2 separate regions of the Pan troglodytes genome follow, and region 1 is linked to region 2. The links are chromatin contacts, called in public HiChIP or PLAC-seq maps. All regions are on one chromosome and are shown on one strand. The core of a region is the stretch at or near the end of the contact, and the rest is flanking DNA. Distances in the headings are between cores, read along the strand shown. Region 1 holds the start of FAM13A (family with sequence similarity 13 member A). Region 2 holds the start of HERC3 (HECT and RLD domain containing E3 ubiquitin protein ligase 3).

Evidence for each region. HiChIP or PLAC-seq counts read pairs in DNA pulled down with a chosen protein or histone mark.
Region 1: a contact with region 2 is called in an H3K4me3 HiChIP or PLAC-seq map of stem cell-derived excitatory neurons, with 2.3 times the contacts expected there. The contact joins the promoter of FAM13A here to the promoter of HERC3 in region 2. A contact is called at or near these places in 1 of 7 Hi-C or Micro-C datasets (stem cell-derived neural progenitor cells) and 1 of 1 datasets of contacts at active chromatin or transcription factors (stem cell-derived excitatory neurons).

Annotation. Positions count from the first base shown.
Region 1 is chr3:90,475,282-90,480,004 of NHGRI_mPanTro3-v2.0_pri, forward strand. FAM13A (family with sequence similarity 13 member A) reads right to left here and starts at 2,497. Exons shown (of 24, transcript XM_063809676.1): 1 at 2,141-2,497. TIGD2 (tigger transposable element derived 2) reads left to right here and starts at 2,564. Exons shown (of 2, transcript XM_016951868.4): 1 at 2,564-2,984; 2 at 3,168-4,723. The coding sequence starts at 4,078.
Region 2 is chr3:89,960,593-89,965,523 of NHGRI_mPanTro3-v2.0_pri, forward strand. HERC3 (HECT and RLD domain containing E3 ubiquitin protein ligase 3) reads left to right here and starts at 3,590. Exons shown (of 26, transcript XR_010156637.1): 1 at 3,590-3,706.

The sequences.
Region 1 (4,723 bases), core at 1,247-3,746, 510 kb after region 2:
TTTTTGAACCTACATTTTTAAGAAATAGGCTTTATTTTTTAGAACGGTTTTAGGTTCTAAAATTCCACAGAAGATAGGGAGATTTCCCACCTACTCCCTGCCCCCACACATCCATAACCTCCCTATTATCAATATTGCCCACCAGAGTGGAACATCAGTTACAATTGATGAACCTGCCTTGAAACATTTTTATCACAGAGTCCATGGTTTCCATTAGGGTTCACTCTTGGTGTTGTACATTCCGTGCATCTGAACAAATGTTTAATGACATGTGCCCACCATTACAGTTGTACAGAGTAGTTTCACCACCTTAAGAATCTATTATTGGCCAGGCAGGATGGCACATGCCTGTAATCCCAGCACTTTGGAAGGCCAAGGTGGGAGGATGACTTGAGCCCAGGGGTTTGAGATCAGCTCTGGCAACATAGCAAGATCTCATCTCTACAAAAAATACAAAAATTACCTGGGCATGATGGCACGCACCCGTAGCCTACAGTCTCAGCTACTCGGGAGGCTGAGGCAGAAGGACTGCTTGAGCCTAGGTGGTTGAGGCTGCAGTGAGCCCAAGCCATGGTCGTACCACTGCACTCTAGCCTGGGCAACAGAGAGAAGCCCTGTCTCAAAAATACACATATATACACATACATATATTCTTATTATATATATGTATGTGTATATATACATATTCTTAACATTCTAAGTCCTCTCCCCCTTGTGCTGTAATATGTCTGCCACAACTAGCCACCCCTTCCCCCAACAAAAGGAGAAAGTTTGCCCAATAAAACTGTTTTGTGTAAAGACACAATTGCCTTGAGTAAAATCTTAGTAAAAGTCTACTAATTACAATTGCCTTGAGTCAAGCGGTGTTTTGAGAAAATCTAGAAATGTGGGCTGTATCCAGATTTGAACTTACACAAGGTGATAAAAAGGGAACAGCTATAAGACATAAAACAGCAAACTGGAGAATCCAGGAGGAACAGAGAAAAATGCAAATGGTATCTGGAAGAAAATTAAATCCTAGAGATATTGTGGAAAAGAGAGGAAGAGTAAGAGGCAGGATTCCTTTGTATTTAAATATCCTGGGACACAGCTACTCCAGCAGACTTGGGGGAGAGGGGGAAAGGCAGGCGGCTGACATCTGGTTACAGGCTGCCTCATTTCCACATGGGTGGCAGTCGGTAAAGTGCTGTTCTAGCAGTGTTTCACGCTCTTCACAGGTATCAGGGAAAATAAGAATATTTTGTAAAGTTATATAAAACTACCATGAAGTAAGTTATAATCTACCCAAAATAGGCAACCAGGACTTCCAGAAAGGGACTGGCTTGTTGGAAGCCAAATGGAAGGCAGGGAAGAGGGGAGGTCTAAAAGCAGGTATTCTCCAAAAGCCACTTACAACCTCACAACATAACTAGATCAAAGAATTTCTGTCATGCCAGATAGTGGAAGGCTGCTATGTTGAGAAAGGCAATTGAGCAGTTTTGGCGGCGGAGTCAAACAGAAGGCTTAGAATCAACATCTGTTTTCTACAGTATGCTCGCTTTGATTTCCATCTCCAAGTTTCTGAAATTCCAGAAACAGTATATGGCCTTGTCAAAGAAATGACGAATTACTATGTTACTTTGTGTTAACGAAAAGGTTACATTTATGTTCATATGGAAGAGATAATTCACTGAAGAATTTTCAATTTTTCAAACTGACACGCACACACAAGACGGAAAGGAAGGCAGCCTGACCGCGTTTCCCAGGAAACAGGTGGTGCAAGGTGGAGGTGCACCACTCTCTCCTCCAGGAAGGCGGTGACCCTTCCGCAGATGTCTCCGTTGGAAACAAATAAAGGGAATATCGGTCAAAGCGCAATTCCCTGATTCCACTTGAGAAGCCCCGGGCGTCGAGGCACGGCAGGAAATTTACCACGACGCCTCCCACTGGCTCAAGGGTCTCCCAGGTGCTGTCGATTTTGCAAAGGGTCCGTCTCTACAGCGACTGTGACGAATTCCGGAGCATCAGCACCGGGGAGTGCTGACCCGACACTCGGCTCTACCGCAGCCCGCCGTGCCTCGGCACCCTGGGCTTGTCCGGTTGGGTGTTGCCGAGAGAACGCCCCAGCTCCTGCCCGGAACCCACGTCCGCCGGCTCCTACCGTGCCTCATGATCCTCGCTCGGGCTAGCACTTTCCACGCGCGCTGACTCTGGGCTCCGACACCTGGACCGCCTCCGCAAGGCGGCGCGGCTGCTGTTTGTAAACACGCCCCACGTGCGCTCGCCCTGCCCCATTCGCAGCCCGCTCCTGGCACGCGAGGATCCTCCGCTTTCCCCCCAGCACTGGGGGTGGGGTGAGATTTTAAAATTTCCCCCTAGGGAAAGAAGAGCCTCGTCGGCAGAGCCGGGCCACTGGGAAAAGCGCCAGGACAAGGCAAGCGTGTGCCGCCCCCTGCCGGCCAGGGAGGCACTGGGGCCCCGAAACGGCCAGGCGGTGAGCGGAACCCACGCGGCGCCTGGAGACGCACCCCCGCCGGGCCCCGCCCCTCCCGCCCGCTCGCCGGAGTCCCCTCCCCCGGGCCGCGTGCGCTCACCCGCGCAGGCCCCGCCCCCTCGCCGGCACAACGTTCTGCGGGGGCGCGCGCGTGCTCTCTAATCCCCCGCCTTCCGGCTCCGGCAGCGACGCTCGTCTCTCTCCGCTCGTCCCTCGCCGCTGCCGGGCCACCAGTGCCAGCCTGCCTCAGGAGACTCCATTTGCGCTTAGTGTGGTCTGGGCGCCGCGCAGGCGGTCCCAGGGCGATGCCCGGGGCCGGCGGACTGGCGTTCCCTGTGCCAAGCGGCCGCCCACTGGCTGGCTGGCTGCAGCAGTGACATCCTGGTCGCCGGCGTCCAGGCGGAATCCGGGCTCCCTCCGCGGGAGGAAAGACGTCCCGCGCTCTGAAGCTCGCCCAGCGGGGAGAGGCCCTCGCTAACACGGCTTCTCTCTGACCTCTTAATTTCAGGAGGTAGGCTCTTCAGGTCCCTCTCTCTGTCACCCCAGATTATGCCTGAAAGCATTATTTGTCGTATTTAGCTATCACATTGATAGGAGGCGTTAATTTTCTCAACATAGTTGCAGGATAAATGTGGATAATGCCACAGATCCTGATGTTGAATTGAAAGAAAATGTTTTTGGTATTTTCCTTTAGGTTTCGGAGCCTCCGAGTATCTATACAGCCCCCACAGGAACTCCTTCTGTTGGTCCATCGAGGATCGTCTTTCACCAGGATTATTGTAACATCATCTTCACCGAGCCTGCCACCCCATAGCCTCTACCTTGGGTCCTCATTTCCACCGATGCAGTTTTTTTGATGCTTTCTTTAGTAATGTGACATCACATGTCCACTATCCTCCTTTCCAGCTGCCAAATCTAGTAGGTTTAAGTCGCTTTTAAAGTAGAGAGTTTTCTGCCTGTTCCACTTTCACCTTATTTGCACTGTTCACTTCTGTCCGGGTCATCTTCTCTTGCGTATGATTTCCACAAGCACTCACTTGCGCAACCTATAGCAGAGTCCGTGCCTAGAGAGACAGCATTCCATACAATCCACTGCTTGACAAAGACCACATAGTCAGAGAGTGCGTTTTCCCATTGTATTTTCCTGTATGTCAAGTTTGCAAGTCCTCTCTTGACTTAAACTGTTTACTCCCTAGCACATTTCCTAAAATACTTCCACCTGAGATTTAGTGGCTATTCTGGCAAAGAACATTACCTGCAAGGATGGCAAGAATTGAGTATGCAGTAGTACTGTTTTAGAAGCCTTACCAGTACAGTTTCTAGCCTCTAGTGTGATTGCACTTCATGAAAGACCCTGAACCCTGAGGAGAAAGAAAGATAGAAGATAAGAGTTAATTGGCGCTAGGCTTTGTTGTAGGAAGTTTGTAAGTTTTAAAATAGCAAGTAGATTCACGTAGACCTTGTCAGGAAATTGGTCACTATCCATCTAGGCCCTAGAAGTGAGAGGAGGAATCTTACGAACTCATTTTCTAGTTCCTTTGTATTCAAATCTTAGTTGTTAATTATCTTGTTCTAGTAATCACCTAAAATATTAGACACTTAAAATGTTGGGGAAACGTAAGCGTGTGGTGTTGACAATTAAGGACAAGCTTGACATTATTAAGAAACTTGAGGAAGGCATCTCTTTCAAAAAACTTTCTGTGGTGTACGGAATTGGTGAATCCACAGTTCGTGATATTAAAAAGAACAAAGAAAGGATTATAAACTATGCAAACAGTTCAGATCCTACCAGTGGAGTATCCAAACGTAAATCTATGAAGTCATCAACATACGAGGAGCTTGATAGAGTTATGATAGAGTGGTTTAACCAACAGAAAACCGATGGGATTCCAGTGTCCGGAACGATTTGTGCAAAACAAGCCAAGTTCTTTTTTGATGCTTTGGGAATGGAAGGTGATTTTAATGCATCGTCAGGCTGGCTAACTCGATTTAAGCAGCGCCATGGTATTCCAAAGGCTGCTGGTAAAGGAACAAAATTAAAAGGAGATGAAGCTGCTGCCACAGAATTTTGTGGTAGCTTTCAGGAATTTGTTGAAAAAGAGAATCTACAACCAGAGCAAATTTATGGTGCTGATCAAACTGGATTGTTCTGGAAATGTCTACCATCAAGGACGTTAACTCTTGAAACTGACCAAAGTACTTCTGGGTGTAGGTCAAGCAGAGAGAGAATCATCATTATGTGTTGTGCAA
Region 2 (4,931 bases), core at 2,340-4,839:
TATCTGAGAGACAGAATGTCCTGGGTAGCCTGTTTTTTTCCACAGATTTCATCCAAGATATCAGAAATCTATCTCTTTCAAAGTTTACCACGTAAATATTTGTCTGCAAGGCAAGTAAATTAAACAAAGGGAAGAAAGGAAAACAATTATCATTAAACAGTATTACCATTCTATTGAAAAATGGTTTCATTTCAAAATAGATGTAAGTATTTTAAGAAGTGAATGTTAACTAATGGAGGAAATCAGCATGTGTTCAGGTAGAAGTGCAGCAGCCCTGGGCACCATCCCCTTGCCACTGGGCATACCTTGTCTAACCAGTGATAGAGCTGAACCACATGGTCCTGTCCCCCTGTCAAAAGTTATGGTTAGTTTAATCCTTGCTCCTCGGGAGGCTAAGGCAGCAGGATTGCTTGAGTCTAGGAGTTTGAAGTCAGCCTGGGCAACATAGCAAGATCCTGTCTCTTAAAAAAAAAGTTATGGTTATATATGTGTGTGTGTGTGTGTGTGTGTATGTGCACGTGTGTATGCGTGTGTGTGTGTGTGTGTATTTGGAGTCTCCTCTGTCATCCAGGCTGGAGTGCAGTGGTGCCATCAAAGCTCAAAGCAACCTTGAATTCCTATGCTCAAGCTATTCTCTCACCTCAGCCTCCCAAGTAGCTAGGACTACAGGCGTGCCCCACCATGCCTATTTTTATTTTTTGGAGAGACAGGGACTCACTATGTTGCCCAGGCTGGTCTCAAACTCCTGGCCTCAAGCGATGCTCTTGCCTCAGCCTGTAACCCAAAGCCCTGGGATTACAGGGGCATGAGCCTAGAATTTATTAAGCCTTTTATTTTTAACATGAATGTTTTTCTTTTATAAAATTTATATAGGTTAGCAAGTATATATTCCTTGGTACAATTATTTGGTTAATGTTTGTCTCCCCTTTCATGGCAACAAAGACTGTACTGTTTTGCTTACCAATGTATTCACAGGGGCTGACATTATTGTAGGTGCTCAGTATATAGTACGTTTGTTAGAGAATATATGAGAATGCAGAAAGAAATGGATGGAAGACAGGGCTATAGAAATGGAAGGAAAAAGTAAACCATGGCCTCTTCAAAACAGTTTACATATCTGCTGTTAAGACTATTGCTGATGCTGGAGCCATTTAAAGCCATTTTGAAGCAGGACATGCTTGCTAAGGAAATTGTCATTATATGTTGTCCCAATGAAAAAAAATAAATCGAAGTACTGTGGTATCTTTACTGTTCTATGTAAGTTCTATGTAAGTTCTCAGGGTTTGGCTATTTATTTGGTAAAAGAAGCTTACAGTATCCTAACTTGTTATTTATACATCGCTCCTACCCCATGTCTAGGCTTGAGTCTTTGATAACCATCCTTTTCCTCAAGATGAAATTTCATATGAAAAACATTTGAGCCGGCCGGCACGGAGGCTCACGCCTGTAATCTCCACTTTGGGAGGCCGAGGTGGGCAGATGATTTGAGGTCAGGAGTTCTAAACCGGCCTGGCCAACATGGTGAAATCCCGCCTCTACTAAAAGTACAAAAATTAGCCGGGCGTTGTGGTGGGCGCCTGTAGTCCCAGTTACTCAGGAGGCTGCGACAGGAGACTTGCGTGAATCTGGGAGGCGCAGCTTGCAGTGAGCCGAGTTTGCGCCACTGCACTCCAGCCTGGGCGACAGAGCGAGACTCCGTCTCAAAAACAAAAAACAAAAAAACAACAACAAAAAAAGAAAAACACTTGAGCCATGGGCCAGACATATCAACCCAAACACTGATTGATTACAAACCTCATATGTGACACATAACAATAGGATCTCTCACTTTCTCCTTTGCAAGTACCGGACTCCTTCCTCTTCCTACCAGACTCCTCTTTGGGCATTTAACCAGTTCTTTTGCCAACAGCATCTCTAAATTGGGATTGCATCTTTGTAATAGACTAAACTTTTGTGAAACTGCCACATATCTGGAATATAAGTGAATTGTGTTACTCTTGTCCCCAGTGTTTCTTTTTTTCTTTTTCTTTTTTTGAGACAACGTTTCATTCTGTTGCCCAGGCTGGAGTAAGTACAGTGGCTTGATTTCAGCTTACTGCAACCTCCGCCTTCCAGGTTCCAGTGATTCTCCTGCCTCAGCCTCCTGAGTAGCTGGGACTACAGGCGCACACCACCCTACTCGGCTAATTTTGGTATTTTTTTTTGTAGAGACAAGGTTTCACCATGTTGGCCAGGCTGGTCTCGAACTCCTGACCTCAAGTGATCCACCGGCTTCGGCCTCCCAAAGTGCCGAGATTACAGGCATGGGCCACCGCGCCTGGCCATCCCCAGTGTTTCTAAACGTGTCAAGTGTGATCCAAATTTCAAAGGTTTGTATTTTTTCTTAGATGACCTGATAACTTAGATTCTGCTTTTTTAGCTTTCTTGTCTCAGTGTACTGGACAATTTGCATTATTTCACGGAGGACTCAACACTGTCAGTCAGCCAACAACGTCTCATCCCCAGGATACACCACTCCTTGAAACTTTCTTTTCTACTTGGTCAGTCTGTTAGGTTCTCAGGACGAGCGATTGCAGACCTGAGGTGATTTGAATGTCCTTGGTAAGAATCTATCCTCAAAGGGCCTTCCTGGTTCAAATGCCAGGTTATGGAAATTCTTCCACTGGGAGAATTATTCCTTTGGATTAAAGCAGTACCGTGCCAGTGTTCTGCATTTTACATTTAAGGGGGGCAGACACATGAAGTCACCTTTCTGAGGTTTTCTGCAAAAGATTAGCTGTGGATCAGATCAGGTCTAGGGCAAGTATGAAAGCACTAGTGACCTTGGGGAGGAGGAGGAAGCTCTGGGATTCGGCGCTAGGGAAAAGTGGAAAAGGACAAACTTTTAAAAAATCCGTTACTGGGTATAGGCCACAGAGTGTCTTTCAGATTACAAGATTTTAAGATCTGGTGCTCAGACTCTTCTTGCTATGCTCCCCCCGGGTCCACCCTCCAGCCTCCCCCAGGCCCGCCTTTCTTCCGCAGCCCCGTGCCGGTCTTCGATCCCCACCTCTCCAGAAGAGCGCCGGCGGCTGCCGCGTACCTCCTACCCCGCCTCTCCCACCGCGCAGCGCCGCGGGCCGGCGCCGCGCTTCCTACAGTCCTACGAAGGGGAGTAAAGCAGAAGACTAGCGCACTCTCCCTCAATTGTCACCCTCCAGCTTTTTCCCCCGTGCCCAAGGCTTTCGGTCACCTCTTCATAAATAATAAAAACCAGAGTCCAGAACCTGAATAGGCAACCGCTGATCGGTCCAGCTCGCTTCCCCGCCAGTGAAAAGCAATCTTATTTCAGCGTCAACGCTCTATGTCTTCCAGTCCGATCTCGACTGACACACCCGTGCCGCTGTCCCCGCGCCGGGCCCTCGAGTCCTGTCACCTCGGGCCGCCTGCGCCTGGCTCTGGGGCCTGGGCCTCTCCCCTCCTCCCGCCCGCGGACCTTGCCGCCCCGCCTCCAGCCCGTGCCACGGCGGCCGCCATTGGCGCGGGCCCCCCCCCAGAACGGCGCCCATTGGCCCGGTGCGAAGCCATTCACCCAGCGCATTCCGCCGCCCGCAGGCTTGCGGGGAAACTTCCTTATTATTGTGACGCCGAAAACGGAGAAACCCCGGGTCCGGCGAGAGGGGCTGTGACAGTCGGAGTCCCAAGCTGCGGTTCGGCTGCTGCCGAGGTGCGCAGGGCGGGGGCCGGGGTTCCAGGGAGGAGGGTACGGCGGAGCTGCAGCCGTGCTGGGCCGCGTTCCGCCTGGCACTGCAGTCAGCGCGCGGCTCCCGGAGGGGCGGCTGCGGCTCCTCCCGTGGCTCCGGCGGCGGGGGCTGCAGGCACCTCCAGAGACGACCTGGGTCTGGGGCGCGGGGAGGTTGGGGCGCGGCGCCCTTAGTACCCTGCGTACGCCTCCCTGGCGTTCTCGTGGGCTCGCCCTCCGGTCAGAGAGCCCCGCGCCGGGAAAGGCGAGACAAGCCTTCAAAATGGGAGCGCCTCCCGCCCGCGCTCGGCCGCCCTCCCGCCCTGCCGCCCGGGAGGAATTGCGACGCAGAAAGTCAAAAGGAGGATAGTCCCTATGCTCGCCCCCTGCCCCTATTTAAATTCTGGGGTTCCAGGGACCTCCGTGCAGTGAGGGGCGCGGACGCTTTCAATTGAAATGGGAGCTGGCGAGGCCCTGGCATTTTGGGGAACCTCAGCGGCCGCGAGGAGTTTGCGCCGAGGACGCGGTGCACGGCGTCCGCGATGACAGCGCCGGCAGGGCTGCGGGGCCCGGCACCACCCACTTCGCGGAGGCCGGGCCGGCTCGCCTCTCCCGGGTCCGCCTCCTGGGCGGGGCCGGGGGCGAGGGTGTGTGCGGACACGTGTGTACGGGTGTGTGTGTGTGCGCCGACACGTCGGTGCGGACCGACGCGGGGGTGTCAGGAGCTGGGACGGCCGGGGGCAGGTGAGACTTGAGTCATTTGTGAATGTGTGGAGTGGGCAAACCAGGGCAACCAGACCGAGAGGAGCATGTGTAACCTGAAACAGGTGAGCCTATGGAGACAGTACCTAATGCGACTGTGCACGGAATATGTGTATGCAGCATGAGCTCCAGGGAATAAGTATTTGAACTTTGCTGTTGGTCTGTCACTGTTTCTGGCTGCTTTCTGATTGCATTTTACATCAGCTTTCAAATGAGCCCAATTAGGAAGTACCTAATTCAGAGAAAAGCCTTCCAGGATTTTGCTTGCATTCATCACGCATAGAATGCTTTGGGAAAGACGATTCAAGAGCTCTCTTCCATTTTTATGTGTCTTCTGGCTCTTTCCACAAATAAGCTATTTCTAGAACCTTTTATTTGAAGATTAGATAAGATCAAGTGAGCTGATTTTTCAACTCTAGACTTGAGAGAAATGAAAAAATAAAAAGTT